Linked DNA regions of Danio rerio: region 2 is linked to region 1. A link is a contact called in public Micro-C data. All regions are on one chromosome and are shown on one strand. Each heading gives the region's core, a stretch centred on a gene start, on an enhancer-like site or on the middle of the called end of the contact. The rest is flanking DNA. Distances are from core to core; before and after follow the strand shown. Region 1 holds the start of adma (adrenomedullin a). Region 2 overlaps sbf2 (SET binding factor 2).

Region 1 (7,888 bases), core at 1,518-4,017:
TTTACAATTTTTTTCTAAGTTAAGTGGTTGTGAAAATTTTATTTTTGCTGGATTTAAACAACATTATTGAACATTTAAGATTATTAAATTATATTTGTTTGTCTAAATTCAACATATATAAATTATTTGCAACAATTTTGCAGACATCTTTTTTTTCAGTGAACATTCATTGGGGACTAAGCAATTCATACTAAATTGTACAAATGAGATCGTGTAAATTCATACGAATTAGCCACTAAATAAAAAAGTTACGAATTGCAGTGAGATTGTGTTGTTCAAACTCATTCATTTATTCATTTTTCTTCCGGCTTAGTCCCTTTATTAATCTGGGGTCGCCACAGTGGAATGAACCGCCAACTTATTCAGCATATGTTTTACACACCGAATGCCCTTCCAGCCGCAACCCATCACTGGGAAACATGCACACACACACTCATTCACTACAGTCAATTTTAGCTTACCCAATTCAGCTGTACCTATCTTTGGTCTGTGGGGGAAACAGGAGCACCCAGAGGAAACCCACGTGATTGTTTAAACTCTTTATGAGTTTTCTTTCTTCTGTTGAACACAAAAAAAGATGTTTTGAAAAATGTTAGAAACCAGTAATAATTGACTTCCATAGTAGGAAAATCAAATATGAAGTCAATGCTTACAAGTGTCCAACATTTTTCAAAATATCTTCTTTTGTGTTTGTTACAAGTGATGAGTAAACGATGACAGAATTTTCAGTTATAGATGAACTATCCCTTAAATAAATAACTTAAATAAATAAATAAATAAATAATGCCGCATAAGACACCATGACATGTAACATTAGGTATAAATAACATATACAAAGGTACTACAAAAATACCAAGGTAATTGTTGTCAGTGAACTAAACTATATCAAAAGTTGTCACATTTCTGATAATCTCTCTCCTCATTGCAGTGAACCCCAAAATAAAAAAAACAACAACAGCAGTAAATTCCCGTTAAATATCTGAAAGCTCAGCCCCATCAGGGTGTTCAGTGACTCATTGTAATGCTAGCATTCCTGAACGTTTAACACACATAAAGCTACCTCCCAGCAGCCACTATGGGTTCCCCCATCTTACCTGATCAAATGTCAGCAAACCTTCTGATAACTATGACATATTGGTTTAGCAAATATTTACCATATATGGACTGAGAGTGTGTGGATGTTGAGCAATCTTTCCATATAAGGACAAATCAAGACTGCAGTAATTAACATGAACAGATGACATTCGTTTAATAAACGTTGGCTGTTAGATGGAGAACCGAATGCACATATTAACTTTATTTGCTTATTTTTCAAGTCATTTGATGTAGTATAAAGTGAAATTAGGTGAAGGTCAGTAGGCATTCTCGCTAAAGTGTAAATCTCTCTCTTTATCTGTGTTTACATATCCAGGAATGGACAGTTTTACCCTTTTGCATAGAAAATACTATCAGTATCAGCTTAATGAATGTATAGGCTTAATTATATTCAGTATTGTCATGATCTATATATTTCACTTTATTTGACAAAAATAAAATAGGTAGCATTAGATAACTGATTAATTATCATGAAGCATTTGTTGTGTCTTTGTTAACTTTAATAGCATCAATTTTTGACTTTAATAAATGTAATAGCAAATATAATTTAATATAAATGTAATTGCAATGAACAAGTCAATGTTTGGTAACTAAAATAAACAAAGACACATATAAATATGTATGCTGTAGCTCACTGCTAGGTAATATTACAGCATGAACTGATGTTAACTAATAGGTCTTTGTTGTAAAGTGTTCTCAAAAGCTCACGATACTTTGTGTTAAATCAGTTAAACTGCTTTGATAAATTATGTTGTTGTTATGTTATTGTGTTACGTGTAGCTGCATAAAGATATTAATATTCGTATTTTGCATTAATATAATATTAATTTAACCTCAAACAAGTTAAACATTGTTTTTTTTTTTTCTTATTTTTGTAAGAGCACACATCATTTCTGTACCCCCAGCCAACAACACAGGTCTAAAAGTCATCAGAAAAAAAGGCTAAATTCACTCTAATGTTGTCATTTTCTAAAGTATTCACAAGTACTGGCATTGGTTTATTTTTTCCCCCAGAATTAAATCCCTTAAGCCATTTAATGAATGGGGTAACATGAACTAACAATCAACAAAACTGCTTCTTTATTAACTAAACTGAACAAATATGAATAAACACAGTGGCAAATTGGTAGTTAATATTAATTAAAGCGTTAACTGATGTCAACCAGTGGGTCTTTGTCGAAAAGTGTTACCAAAAGCTCACTCAGTACTAGTTGAAACAGTTAAACTGCTTTAATAATTCATTTTTATTTTCATATTGTATTATATTTATATGCATTGGCCATGATTTTTTATTTAACAATAATATTTTACATCAAACAAGTTAATACTTGTTGTTTCTTATCTTTAAGGAGCATACAGATCATTGCCATACCCCCAGACAACACTCAAATACAACAATCAACAATGCTGTTTAAAAAAAAAAAAAAACTAATTTTTAGTAACGTTGGCATACCCCAAAGAAATCCCCGTGATTACTGGCAGCGGTTTATTGCTTCCTTAAGAAAAAATTTGATTAAGCAATTTCATCAATAAGCCCAGTTTCATTTTCTTATTCTCTTTGGTACTTTGAGATTTTCAGCTTGAGCAACGGAGAGGAAGTCCTGAGATGAGAGAGTGTGTCAGCCTCGGCCCCTCCCATCTCTACTAGTATAAATGCACTTACCCCAGCTCTGGAGAGTCAGACTATTAGAAGAGTATCACTGCTGCACCAGCATTCCCAGCAAGTCAAGCGCCTTTGGATTACTTTCCACACAGACTTCTGAGGCCAACCCAAGAGTACGTCAACACAGGTATGCATTTCTAAATATGCCTTTTTGTTACTTGCTTGGGATCAATGCACAGGTTATCTGTAGTTACGTAAGAAATCTGAGACCCAGTTTTGCACATGTAAGCCAGGCAAGTGTAACTGTAGTCTTATTGAAGAGAATTTGTTGCCTGATGTAGTTGGAAGAATATACATCATTTAGTGCTTATTGGGGACCTGAAGCATAGCTGCAAGTTTACTTATTCATAGAAAGTGCAACCTCAGCTTGACATAGTAAATAAATGCATGATGAGAGTGTAAATAGCTTGGATTTTGGACTCTTGTGCAAGCCTGAGCAAAGCATGGTTGGCACAGAGTAGGGGAGTTGCATTCAGACTATTGGAGGTTGATGTCTAACAGACGATTCATTTATTTCCTTTAAGATTTCAATCAAGATGCAACTGATCCTGCAGTCAATCTTCTGCTGCTGCCTCCTGGCCGCCGTTGCACCCGGCGTGGACAGTGCGAAGCATGACCTGAAAAGAAGGTAAGCACTCAAGTCACGACTTGATTCAGTACCGATGTTCACTGTTGCTTGAAAAGTTTTCTAACGGACATGCTTTCCTCTCTTTGATACTCAGCGTCTGGCTTCAGAGATCAAAAAGGGATTTGAGTCTTCCTGCACTGAGGGCTTTAGAAAACAGGCAGTTTGTCAGACCAGACGACGTTAAAGACAACTTGAGGCCACATTCCAGGTAAGAAAAAATGCAACTCAAGTCACCGTTTTCTGTTAGAACATTAAACTTAAATGAATTGCTCAGAAATACCAGCCAGGCATTAACGTCTTCTCTTGTCTGCCTTTCCAGCACTGACATCAGCATTAGAGCAAAACGCTCCAAGAACTCCATCAACCAGTCCAGGAGATCAGGCTGCTCGCTTGGCACCTGCACGGTGCATGTGCTGGCACACCGTCTCCATGACCTCAACAACAAACTCAAGATTGGGAATGCACCCGTTGACAAGATCAATCCCTACGGGTATGGCCGCCGGCGAAGGTCCGTTCCAGAGAAAGTTTTGAGACTGCGGAAGGATGGCAGTGGGATGAGGATGGTGTGGAGCAGCTCAAACTCTCAATCGTGGCTGCACAAGCTGGAAGCGCTGCTCAGACGGACGTGAGCGTACGGGGTGGGAGCACTTGGGGACGCGGCGACAGAGGCTCGCCTGGCGACAGAGACTCCTGCCAAGAGTTCTCCAGCGCATTCTTGTCCAAGCACAGCGACTGGAAGAGCAATCCAGTCTCCTGAAGGCTGCCCTCGATGGGGAACTCCACAAAGAGAAGCAAAGAAACAATAGCAGCAGGGAGGCAAATGGAGCAACTGAACAAGTGTGCCTTGGATATAAGCAAGATATCATTGCACTGAAGTGGACTGGCCTCAGGGAAAAGCAGAACTTCCTCTCTTGGGACTGCCGTCCTGGTAATCAAGCCGGTGGGATTAGTTGTGCTAGACCAGTGTCACTGTGTCCTGAAAGACTTTGGACATAACAGGGAAAGAATCAAGATTCCAGAATGGAATACACACTCAGAGAACGACTTTGAAGATGCCAATGAGGGTGTTTCTAATTTGGAGTCGCACGTTTGGACACTGTAAGCAGGATGATCGTCTGATTGAATTGGTTATTAGAACTGGTTATATGTCCACAAGGATTGCACTCGAACTTACTTGAACATTGTTGTCGTTGTTTTTTGTAAAGAGATATGTGCAATCTATTACTTCTATCTATTAATATTATTGCGAGTATATGTATATTTGAAAAGAAAATTGTGAAGAATATCACTATTTAATTGTTTTATATAATTTTGTACTACTTCCAGAGAGCTATTTTTGTACAGGGATCAAAAATATTAGGGGCATTGAAGGTAGCATTATATATATATTATTCATGTCAAAAAGCTGTGGTATAGGATAACTTTTTTATGCATATATATATATGTGTGTGTGTGTGTGTGTGTGTGTGTGTGTGTGTGTGTGTGTGTGTGTGTAAAATGGGATCTATTTTATTTGTGTGTTTCTGTGAAATGTGAATGTTGTCATTCAATAAACTTTTGCATACAATTAAAGCTGACGTCTTCGGGAGCTTGTCTGTTTGTTCCAAAGGAAGTGAAGGTAGTAAAAGGAAAGTCTTTCCATTGTTTCTCGTCCGGATTGCCAAGTGGACAGACAGATGATCAACACCTGGTCTGGGTTATTACATGTTAAAGGGCCTGGAGGGCAAACAGGGTGCCAAGTGCTTTCTGTTTCAATACCTTCTCTAGATGTAGTAGGTAGTAGATGGAGAAATCTGTTTCTGAAGGAAGAGTGGGCTAGGGTTGTGTTTAATGGCTGCTCTACATGGGGTGGGTTTCTGGATGTAGAGCAGAGGTGAGAGGCGCTCCATACCACATTCCACTTCAACACATCATTTTCATTCCAATCTTAATGAGAAGGAACTTCTGAAATGCACTCTTTTACTGTTGCACCCCTGTAACCCTAATTTAAAAGCACCATATGATGCTAATCACAAATGAGCACGTACACAGAAGAACACTGATAATCTCAATTTAACAAGTGTCCACTGAATACAGGTTGAAACCAAAGACGGTTCTGCTACTGAATTTTATTTATAAACTGCCTTCATCAAAAATTTAGATGTTTTTAAATCTATAAAAGCTTAGGTATTTAGTGTTACTTGATTAGTATGAAATGCTAACATGTTTGTGATGTCAGAAAGCTAAAAATAGCCTATTTTTTTTCCGTGTTCTACTGGACATACTGCCACTGTTTACCTCCCCAGGTGAACAATTATAGCTTGCAAGTTTTTTTTTTTCTTAGCTGCCAATTGAAAATAGGCACTCCCTTAAAATGTTGTGGTTGCTGAAATATTTGAAGCCCCAAGTGAAACATTTGGACTTTTTCTTCAAAATGAGTGTTTGAATAAACTTTTAAGGTGTTTTCAAGAGGGTCAGATGCTGTAATAAATCATATTTCCGACCTTGTGGCTGAAAACGTTCGCAGGCACGCGGTCTTCATCTTGTCTTCTTATTTTAATGCTCTAGCTCCACCTTGTGGTGATTATTACTTAAGTTGGCGGGCTTTTGCTAAGATTTTGCAAATGTGTTCTGGGACTGACGCCATCTCCCTCATTCATCGACACCTCATAAATCTTCACCACTTCTGTCAGCGAATTTGGACCAGCAATGAACACAACTCTTTTAAACTTTGGAGTCTGGATATTTAGATTTTTTTTTAACCAATTTAATGACCGAATATATCATCAACGTTGTGTGAAATATGTTTTGGTGGACAATACTGGAACGTGTGATAAGTATCACTTTTTATTGTGACATTTGAATAGTGTCAACATTTTACTGACAAATGTCCAGAATTTGTCCCATTCATGAGCTAATTTGTCTTATTTTGACTGCTATGCCAAGCTTTAAGACCAATCTGAATCCGCTTCGGTGTGACTTTAGCTAATGAGTTTTGTCCAATGCTAACAAATACATTTTTCATGAGTCCAACATCCAGCTGTGCGAGAAAATACAAGATCTGATGTAAGAGAAGTCATCTTTTGCTACTGTATTGTTTTTGAATAGAGAAAACAAATCTTGAACCTTACTCTTAAAAAACAAAAACCGAAAAGCACCAAAAGCGGCCCATAGTAAAATGGAGTTGAATAATACTATTTTGGCTATTGTTGTTACATGAATTTTCAAATTTACTTTTTTTCTATTTTTTTATTTTAATTTTTTTTACAAGAGAGGCTAGAAAAGTGTAAAGCTCTACATTATTATTATTATTTTATTTTTGTAATTGAAATGGCCAAATTCTGACTGGGAAAAGTTGAATGCGCTGGACAGTTAGTTATTTGCCTAATACCCATCAGATTATGCTACCAACACTATATTTGAATAGTTCTGATGTGTAGATTAGGTAGGTTAGTGCGATATTACAGCTTCATATCACACATTAAAATTTACACTTGTAGCAAAATCTGAGGGGTAGCATATTCATGCGTGTAGCCAGGGGGGTTCGAGTGGTTCGAACGGCCTAAAGGTCCAAAATTTGTCCGTTTATATATTTTATGTAATTTAATATTATATAATATATTTAATATATAATTAAAATATTTATAGTCAATATATATTCCCGTCATGTCTGTGTTTTTGAGGCTGGGAGGTTCGGAGGACCCACCCCTAACTGACAAAGGTCCAGAATTTGTCCCAAATATGAGCTCATTTGTCCTATTTTGACTGCTGTGCCTTCATAAATAATAAAAATAATTCATCGAAAAAGGCTTTAAGACCAAACGGAATCTTCTGTCAGAGAAGTCTTCTTTCACTACTGTATTGTTTTTGAACAGAGAAAACATTTTACAGGTAACTTTATTCTAAATCTTGGACCTTATTTCTGAAATAAAAACGAGCAATAAAAAGGTGTGAAGCACCAGAAGCACACAAAAATATATTGGCTATTGTTAATATCCAGGAATTTTTAAATGTACTATTTTTTTAATTCTGAAGAATTCATTATTATTGTTTTATTATTATTATTATTATTATTATTATTATTATTATTATGAAATGGCCAAGTTGTGACTAAGGAAAGTTGAATGTGCTGGCCTTTTTGAATATGGTTTGTTTTTGTCTATTACAGTTTTTCTCAGTCGCTTTGGTGCATTTCTCACAACACTATTTACATTTGCACAACAGGTCATGCATTTCTCAAAACAATTAGTCATTTGTGCACATCCTAGTAGCAGTTTCTCATTCCTTTCAAGAAATTGCAAATGCTTTTGGACATGCATCAATTGCTTTCATACAACTCTCTGCTGTTTATAACATTATCATCTGCTTATGTCATGTCAGTCAAAATGAACTAAAGTTGTAAATGCTGAATAGTCATTCAATATAAAACTAATAGTCCTCCTTACATTACTTGAGTCATTACATACAAAAATGTTGAACTTGATGTCAAAATCGGTCAAGCAAACTTCATAAAAAACAATTTA
Region 2 (7,888 bases), core at 2,502-5,001, 50 kb before region 1:
CCCGACTCTATTTAATTGCATGAACATTTTTTAGTTTTATGCCTTACCCAAAACTTAAAAATACATATAAATACATTTAGATCATTTACTATAATCATTACTATTACTGTGAAGAGACTTTCAACCAGCACAACAAAAAATGCTTCTGAAGACAATCACCTACTGCACCTTTAATTGGATGAACTTTTTTTAGTTTTATGCCTTATCCAGAATATAAAAAGACATATAAATACATTTAAATCATTTACCTTAATCATTACTATCAGAATGTTAAGAGGCTTTCAACCAGCACAACAAAAAATGTTTCTGAAGACAATCACCTACTGCACTTTTAATAAACAGTTGTAGCTAAATAAATCAATGAAGCACAACCATGCAACAGAACTCAGATAAGTGCGGAAGAAACAAAGCCTGAAAGCATATATCACGCAGTGTTCGGCGACAGACTTCAGCTAGTTTAAACTCATTATGCTCCAACAAGGAGTACGCAAAGCTACATTTTCCCATTTTGCCGTCTGTTTCGCTCTATGGTTTCGCTACATGTGTAGAGCGTCACATCACCTTCCCGTGTTTGTCGCAAATTACGTGACCTGGACGAAAGAGCTTTGGTCCAAACCAATTGCCAGAACATTAAATTTAAAACATGATTAAGATTTTTAAAACCTTTTAAATAATTGATTTATCACATTTTAATACTTTTTAGGACCCCGCGGACACCCTGGTACATTGTCAGTCTGGGGAAAAAAGTTTGCATGAAAAAGGCTAATAATATTGACCTTAAAATGGTTTAAAACAATTAAAACTGCTTTTATTTTAGCCAAAATAAAACAAATAAGACTTTTCCAGAAGAGAAAATATTAAAGGAAAGGTCCCACTTTATATTAAGTTATATTAAGTTATATTAAGTGGCCTTAACTAATATGTACTTACATAGGAATTAATAGTTTGTTACAATGTACTTATTGTGTAAATACATGTATTTACTGTGTACTTATGCTTGATTAAATGCATGTATGTATTTACATCTGTAATTAACTTTTGTAACTACATTTGTAAATACACTGTTGACCATCCCTTACACCTTAACCCACCTGTAAACCTACCCATCCCACCAAACCTGTCCATAACCCAACCTCTATCCCAACTCAAAAGCACCACAAGTGTTCTCAAATACATTATAAACACAGTAAGTACATTGTATTTATTTTTTGATGTAAGTACATAGGAGTTAGGGACACTTAATATAAAGTGGGACCAAAGGAAATACTGTAAAAAATTCCTTGCTCTATTAAACATCACTTGTAAAACATTTGGAAAATGTCCGACTTATCTAACTGTATATAAACGATATTCAAGATCTGAAAGCTGCTGTGAGATAGACAACAGATGACAAACCGAACGACAACTATTTACACATTTTCTGAATACTTTATGCGTCCTTCCCGGAAGTGTGAAGCACATTCCAGATTACAACAGGGATTTGGAGGAAAGGGAAGAGCAGTTCAAAAAGTCAGAGCAACAGATGAGATAGATGACACGAATGGTTACGATCCCCTCGTTCGCGGGAGGTCACATTCCTTCATTATAGGATGTCGGGCTCCGAGCAGGAATTTTTTATTTCATCAGCGCATAGCTCATGGCTCGCTCAAAATAAAGCCCAGATGCCATCATTAAAACATTCTGTTAGTTATCACAGAACGTTTTGCAGAACAAGTGTAGAGTGTTGTGTCACAAAGTGCATGATTTATTTATCTCCGTCTCTGTATAAAGGAATGAGGGGAAAATCATTATATGGAAATTTACACTTTTTTTTTCATTTATTTATTTATGTTTATTTATTTCAGTTAATTAGTTTGTTTTTACAGCATTAAATTGATTAATTATACAAATACAAATCAATAAATACAAATATATACTGCCACAAAAATGTATATGCATATATATGAAAAACTGCTAAAAAAAAAAGACCATATTAAAACTATTGTTTTTTCTGGATTTACTGAATTTATAAGGAATGGATTTAAGAAAAAGGATTAATACTCAGTTGTTTTAAACATTAATATACTTATTTCATTCATTCATGCATCCATTTCACTCAGTTAGTTAGATAGTAATTACATAAATAAACTAATCAATAATAAAAATAGATAAATACTTATACTGTCAAATTTATACTATGGGTAAACTGTCACACACACACACACACACACACACACACACACACACACACACATATATATATATATATATATATATATATATATATATATATATATATATATATATATACACATATATATATATATATATATATATATATATATATATATATATATATATATATATATATATATATATATATATAGTTGAAGACTATATATATAATATACAGTTAAAGTCAGAATTATTAGCCCCCCTGTTTATTTATTTATTTTTTTTATTTATTTCTGTTTAACAAAGAGAGGATTTTTTTTTTTAAACATGTCTAAACATAATAGTTTTTAATAACGTATGTCTAATAACGGATGAATTTTATCTCTGCCATGATGACAGTAAATAATATTTGACTAGATATTTTTACGACACTTCTATACAGCTTAAAGTGACATTTAAAGTCTTAACTAGGTTAAGCAGGTTAGGGTAATTAGGCAAGTTATTGTATATATATATATATATATAGGCACCATATTAAAATAATTATTATTATTTTTTATTGGATTTTTAAGAAATGGGTTTGAGAAAAATGTTTTACATATATATTCATTCATTCATTCAATAATTTCCCTCAGTTAGTTAGTTAGTCAGTTAGCTTTTACATAATTAAATTGATCAATAAAACAAATACAAATAAATAAATAAATGCATATGCATTTATACATGTACACAGCTGAAGTAAAAAAATAAATTTAAAAAAGCACATTAAAAACTCTAGTTTTGTTAGCCCCCATTGTTTTTATTTTTTCCTTTTTTGAATATTTCCCAAATGATGTTGAGGAAATTTTCACAGTGTGTCTGATAATATTTTTTCTAATTATTAATATTTTTTTATTTCAGTTAGAATAAAAGCAGTTTTTAATTTTTTAAACACCATTTTAAGGTCAATATTATTAGACCCCTTAAGCAATATTTTTTCCATAGTCTACAGAACAAACCGTCGTTATACAATGACTTGCCTAATTACCCTAACCTGCCTAGTTAATCCAGTTAAGCCTTTAAAATGTCACTTTAAGCTGAATACTAGTACCTTGAAAAATATCCAGTCAAATATTATGTACTGTCATCATGGCAAAGATAAAAGAAATCAGTTAATAGAAATCAGTTAATTAAACTATTATGATTAGAAATGTGTTGAAAAAAATCCTCTCTCCGTTAAACAGAAATAGGGGAAAAATATTTATAGGGGTTAATAACACCTTATATTATTCCCACTCCCACTCCCAGAGAATAAAAGGAAGCATGTTTTTCTTCAAGCTTTCAAGATGAAGGACATAATCCATTTGATGCAGTCAGTAGAAATAAAGCAGAAGATTCTGGTTTAATTTGCTAGAGACGTGAAACAAGCAGTGTAGCCAGAAGCAATAAGGTCCAACTGGCTTCGGGAGGTGCCAAGGGTCTCGGTCTGCCTCAGTCCCAGTTCTCATGCTCAAAAACACTGCCAAGTGGCTCGTGCTGTCGTAGGAGGTTAGATGAATGGGTCTTGTTGTTAGTTTAACAGGAACATTTTAGTCCATCATTCTGGCCGCAGCGCAAAAAGCTTCCATGCGTGCCAGAGAATAAAGATATCCGCGAGAGCAAATATCTGTCGAGACGAGAGGTTAACAGCAAGCGATCGTGGTGACAGTGACAAACAGGTACAAAGCGTTACGCTATCAGAAGAAGAAAGCCATGCACAGCCTTGAGATGCTCAAGCATTCCAGCTAACGTCAATGTGTATCAGCCACTTGAAAAAAATGATTGTTTGCAAAGGGTGATTTTTGAAATGCACCAAATAGCAAATGTTGCAGAAAGGTTAACAGGATTGAAAAAAAGAATGACTTGCAATTGTTAGTGTAAGGTGAGTATCATCTCTGAGAGTGAGCCTCTCTGGGACGCACCTTAGCGTAGGCAACCGGCACTATCAGGTGCCATCATAAATTCAGCTCTAGTTTGTCAGCTGATGGCCCTTTTCCACTGAGTGGTATGGTACGGTTCTGTTCGATACGCTTTTATGGCCGTTTCCAACGTCAAAAGGTACCTAAAAGCGAACTGTACCGTACCACTTTTTGACCACAACAAAAGGGTAGGCGGAAGCGGAGCTACACGCAAAACTGAACGCTATTGGTTTACAGAGATTCGTCACTCGCTCGTGCAACAAGCCAGAATGAAAACAAAGGGATCTGCTTTTTTTTTTTTTAAAACACAGCCGAGACAATACACTGTAATAATATATACATATAATAACAGGCCATGGTTGACCCATGCTCAAACACACCTTGTCGTAGTTTTGATCAATAGCGACAAAGCAATTAAGAAGCCTGTGCACCATAGTTTTTTACAAGGCCGTCTGATGCGGTTTCACTTTCTTGTTTGTGTTCACCGCCCGTCTATATTTAAATCAACAAACTTTTTGAGCTGATAATAATAATAACGTGCGCATGATTATTAAAGTGCTTCTGACATCCGATCCTATTAAAAACACGAGAGTGACATGTGAAAAAGCAAAGGAGCAAATGATTCTTTCAGCAACCTAAAACATGAACAAACTGCCACGTTAAACTGTTACCATCACCTGTTGGACTATTATGAACTCTGAATGATGGAATTACTTTCTAACAGAGATTACATGTGATGGTGAAGATTAAAGATACAGAAAAAAAGGTTTGCACTGACTGTGGGCTATATTTCTTCTTTCTTTTTTTAAACCTAAATAAGGAGTAAATGTATGCTGTGTGTAGTTCTTCTTTAGTTGGTAACATCGGAGACTGTAAGGGGCTGTATGTGTTCATATATGTTGCATTTATTTATTTCATATAATCACAGACGTTACAGTAGACTATTTCGCACTGTCATTGATCTGCAGTTATAATCAAATCATGTTCATAGACAGGTTAGCAATAAACATTTATACACAAGTATTTATATAAAGCATCTGTTTTGTCAGAAGTGCTTCTCTTATGATATGTGAACAACCCATACAGCTTAACTTTGACATTTCCTCGAGCGAAAATGACGTTGTCTAAAACTGTCTGTCGTACACCACTCCCATCAAGAGTACCATTGGTACCCTTTTAGCAGTGGAAACGCAAGCCTGATAAAGGTGGCCTGTACCGACTCGTACCATACTGTACAACTCAGAGGAAACGGCCATTAAAGGTCTTGTATAAAGCATCCAACGAGGAAGACAAGAACACCCTATCTGCTTTGACATTTTAAAATCACACAATAAACCATAAGACCTTTAGTAATGAATCAAACTGTGGGACCCCCTTGAAAATGAGACGGTACACTTCAATGTGGTAATACAAATAAATAAATAAACAAACAAACAAACAAACAAACAAACAAATAAATAAATAAACATAAATAAATAAATAAATAAATAAACAACCAAATAAATAAATAAATAAACATAAATAAACATAAATAAACATAAACAAACAAATAAATAAATAAATAAATAAATAAATAAATAAATAAATAAATAAATAAATAAATAAATAAATAAAATAACAAACAAATAAATAAATAAATAAATAAATAAATAAATAAATAAATAAATAAATAAATAAATAAATAAATAAATAAATAAATAAATAAATAAATAAAGGTGAAAACTGACCCATTACAAGCAAAAGCTCTTTTTTTGTTTTTATTTTTTCTTTCTTTTTTTTAGCACATTAAAATGCATCTTTTTTGGTCTGCTTTTTCTTTCTAGTTTATTTATGCTTTTGAATTGTGCTTTGGGGCCTTGGTATTTCCTCTGGCAACCTTTGATGCTGAAAAGTTTGAAAAAAGTGAATTTTATAGACATTGTAATAGTTTGAAGTGATTTATTGTCTGTATTGGTGGTGTAAATACGGGTTCCAAAATGTCAGTCCTATAGACATATTTCTACGTATATCATTTTATATACAATACATTGTGTAAAACTACTTTACATCAATAACAGTCACTTTATTAATCCGCAGAGTTGAATTTTTAACATCAAAAGTGGACAGAGATCAGAGTCCACTGAGTCCAATGTTTAACAGAGTCCCCATAATGTAATTCAAGTACACTGAAAACACCTGTGAATTACAAAACATATATATTTTTAACAGCACTACATTTGGCTCATGAAGAACCTGGTTTGCGCCTGCAAACATTCTGCTAATAAAAAACATCTATCCTGCACTGTGCACTATATAAATTAATTTCTGATTTGCTTGTTCAAGTTTAACATGAGTCATTTTATACGAGGACACGCTCGCCTGCAATCAAGTGACCCTGACATTCAGCATTGAACTTGGTGAAGCTCAGAGGAATGTTCTCTTCAGCCTTTATAATGTGACTAATATAGCTGCACTCCAAGCATGCTTGTGTGCGAGACGACCGTTTGTGAGTCAGAATACTACCCGTGTGATTTTAACAAGTCTTAACGCAACATTTTGATAAGAATGTCAATAGGTCATTGTTTAGAAATTAATAAATCCAAAAGCTAGGAGATTTTAAAGAACAAATACATTAAAGGAAACCAATTAGAGCTATTATATAGAGTGTGTTTGTGAACTCAAAATACAATATAAACAATGTTTTAAAGCTCTTTATGAATCTGCCCCTTTTAGGCTTTGATCCTAACTGTGAGGTTTTGGTGACTGTCGCTTAGAGCTGCACGAGTCCAGCTAAAATAAGAATCAAGATTTATTTATTTAGTTTTGCTAAAAATAAAGATCACGATTTTTCTCACAATTCCACAGATGTAAAATAAAGGTTAATATCAGTGGGCTATTATTATATTGTAATTTATAAATAATTATATTAATTTATTTTTAATTACATTCTCATTTTTTAATTATATTAATTTTATTTGTTTATTTTATATTTTGGTCAAAATGCTACATTTTGAATAAACTTTGAAGAATTTGACCATTTTTTTTCCACTGATAAAATCAGACATTTGTCATCATCAGATTCCTTTGCATTATATTCAACATTATATCGGCTAGGAGTAGTTAAACTGACACTGTTAAACAGTTTTTCTCATGTATAGTCCAACACTTTGTGTTTGCTATTAAAGAAAAACATATTAAATGCTTTCTAAAATGCGTTATGATTATTTAAATGATTTAAATGATGTGCTTTTGGTTTCATTTTTACTACTAAGAGTGGTTCATGCTCCCAATTGATCGCTTTGTTCAACAAACTGAATGTTATTTACAACTTTATTACCTGTTATTCACAGCCTATGCAGGTTCTGTTCACTAAAATAGACTTTATTCACAGGCCCTCTCTGTGGTAGCATATAAAGGTCAGCTCCCATCACGTATAATTTCGAGGCCGCGAATACATCATTACATGAAGACAGAAATGACATTTTTGGGTGAATTATACCTTATAAATACAGTATGTGACTCTTTCAACACCATTTGGAGGTGTCCACAGTGCTAAGTTACGTATATAAAACAATGTGAAGATTTGTCTGGCTGCCTTTGCTTCTCTCAAGAACCTGAAAATATGAAAGGCAAAATCTTCGAAATGCTGGATTAAGATAATCTAGGGCAGGGATGTCAAACTCAGTTCCTAGAGGGCCGCAGCCCTAATTAAACACACCTAATCAAAGTAATTGAGTCCTTCAGACTTGATTGAAACCTACAGGTAAGTTTGTTGGACCAAGCTTGGAACTGAACTTTGCAGGGCTGCGGCCCTCCAG

What was found. Hi-C and Micro-C count contacts between places; a contact is called where the count stands out from the background.
Region 2: a contact with region 1 is called in a Micro-C map of caudal fin, with 2.1 times the contacts expected there. The contact joins the enhancer-like site here to the promoter of adma in region 1. A contact is called at or near these places in 2 of 18 Hi-C or Micro-C datasets (caudal fin and an unstated tissue).

What each region holds. Positions count from the first base shown.
Region 1 is chr7:72,308,451-72,316,338 of GRCz12tu, reverse strand. It overlaps adma (adrenomedullin a), which reads left to right and starts at 2,767. Exons shown (of 4, transcript NM_001326709.1): 1 at 2,767-2,885; 2 at 3,283-3,386; 3 at 3,481-3,594; 4 at 3,706-4,963. The coding sequence starts at 3,295. The coding sequence ends at 4,015.
Region 2 is chr7:72,359,479-72,367,366 of GRCz12tu, reverse strand. All of the region lies in intron 2 of sbf2 (SET binding factor 2), which reads right to left. Among named protein-coding and RNA genes, the nearest start is that of sbf2, 42 kb to the right of the region's middle. Within about 2 kb of position 3,751, at least 3 of the 62 cell types and tissues checked have an H3K27ac peak or open chromatin away from gene starts, as enhancers often do.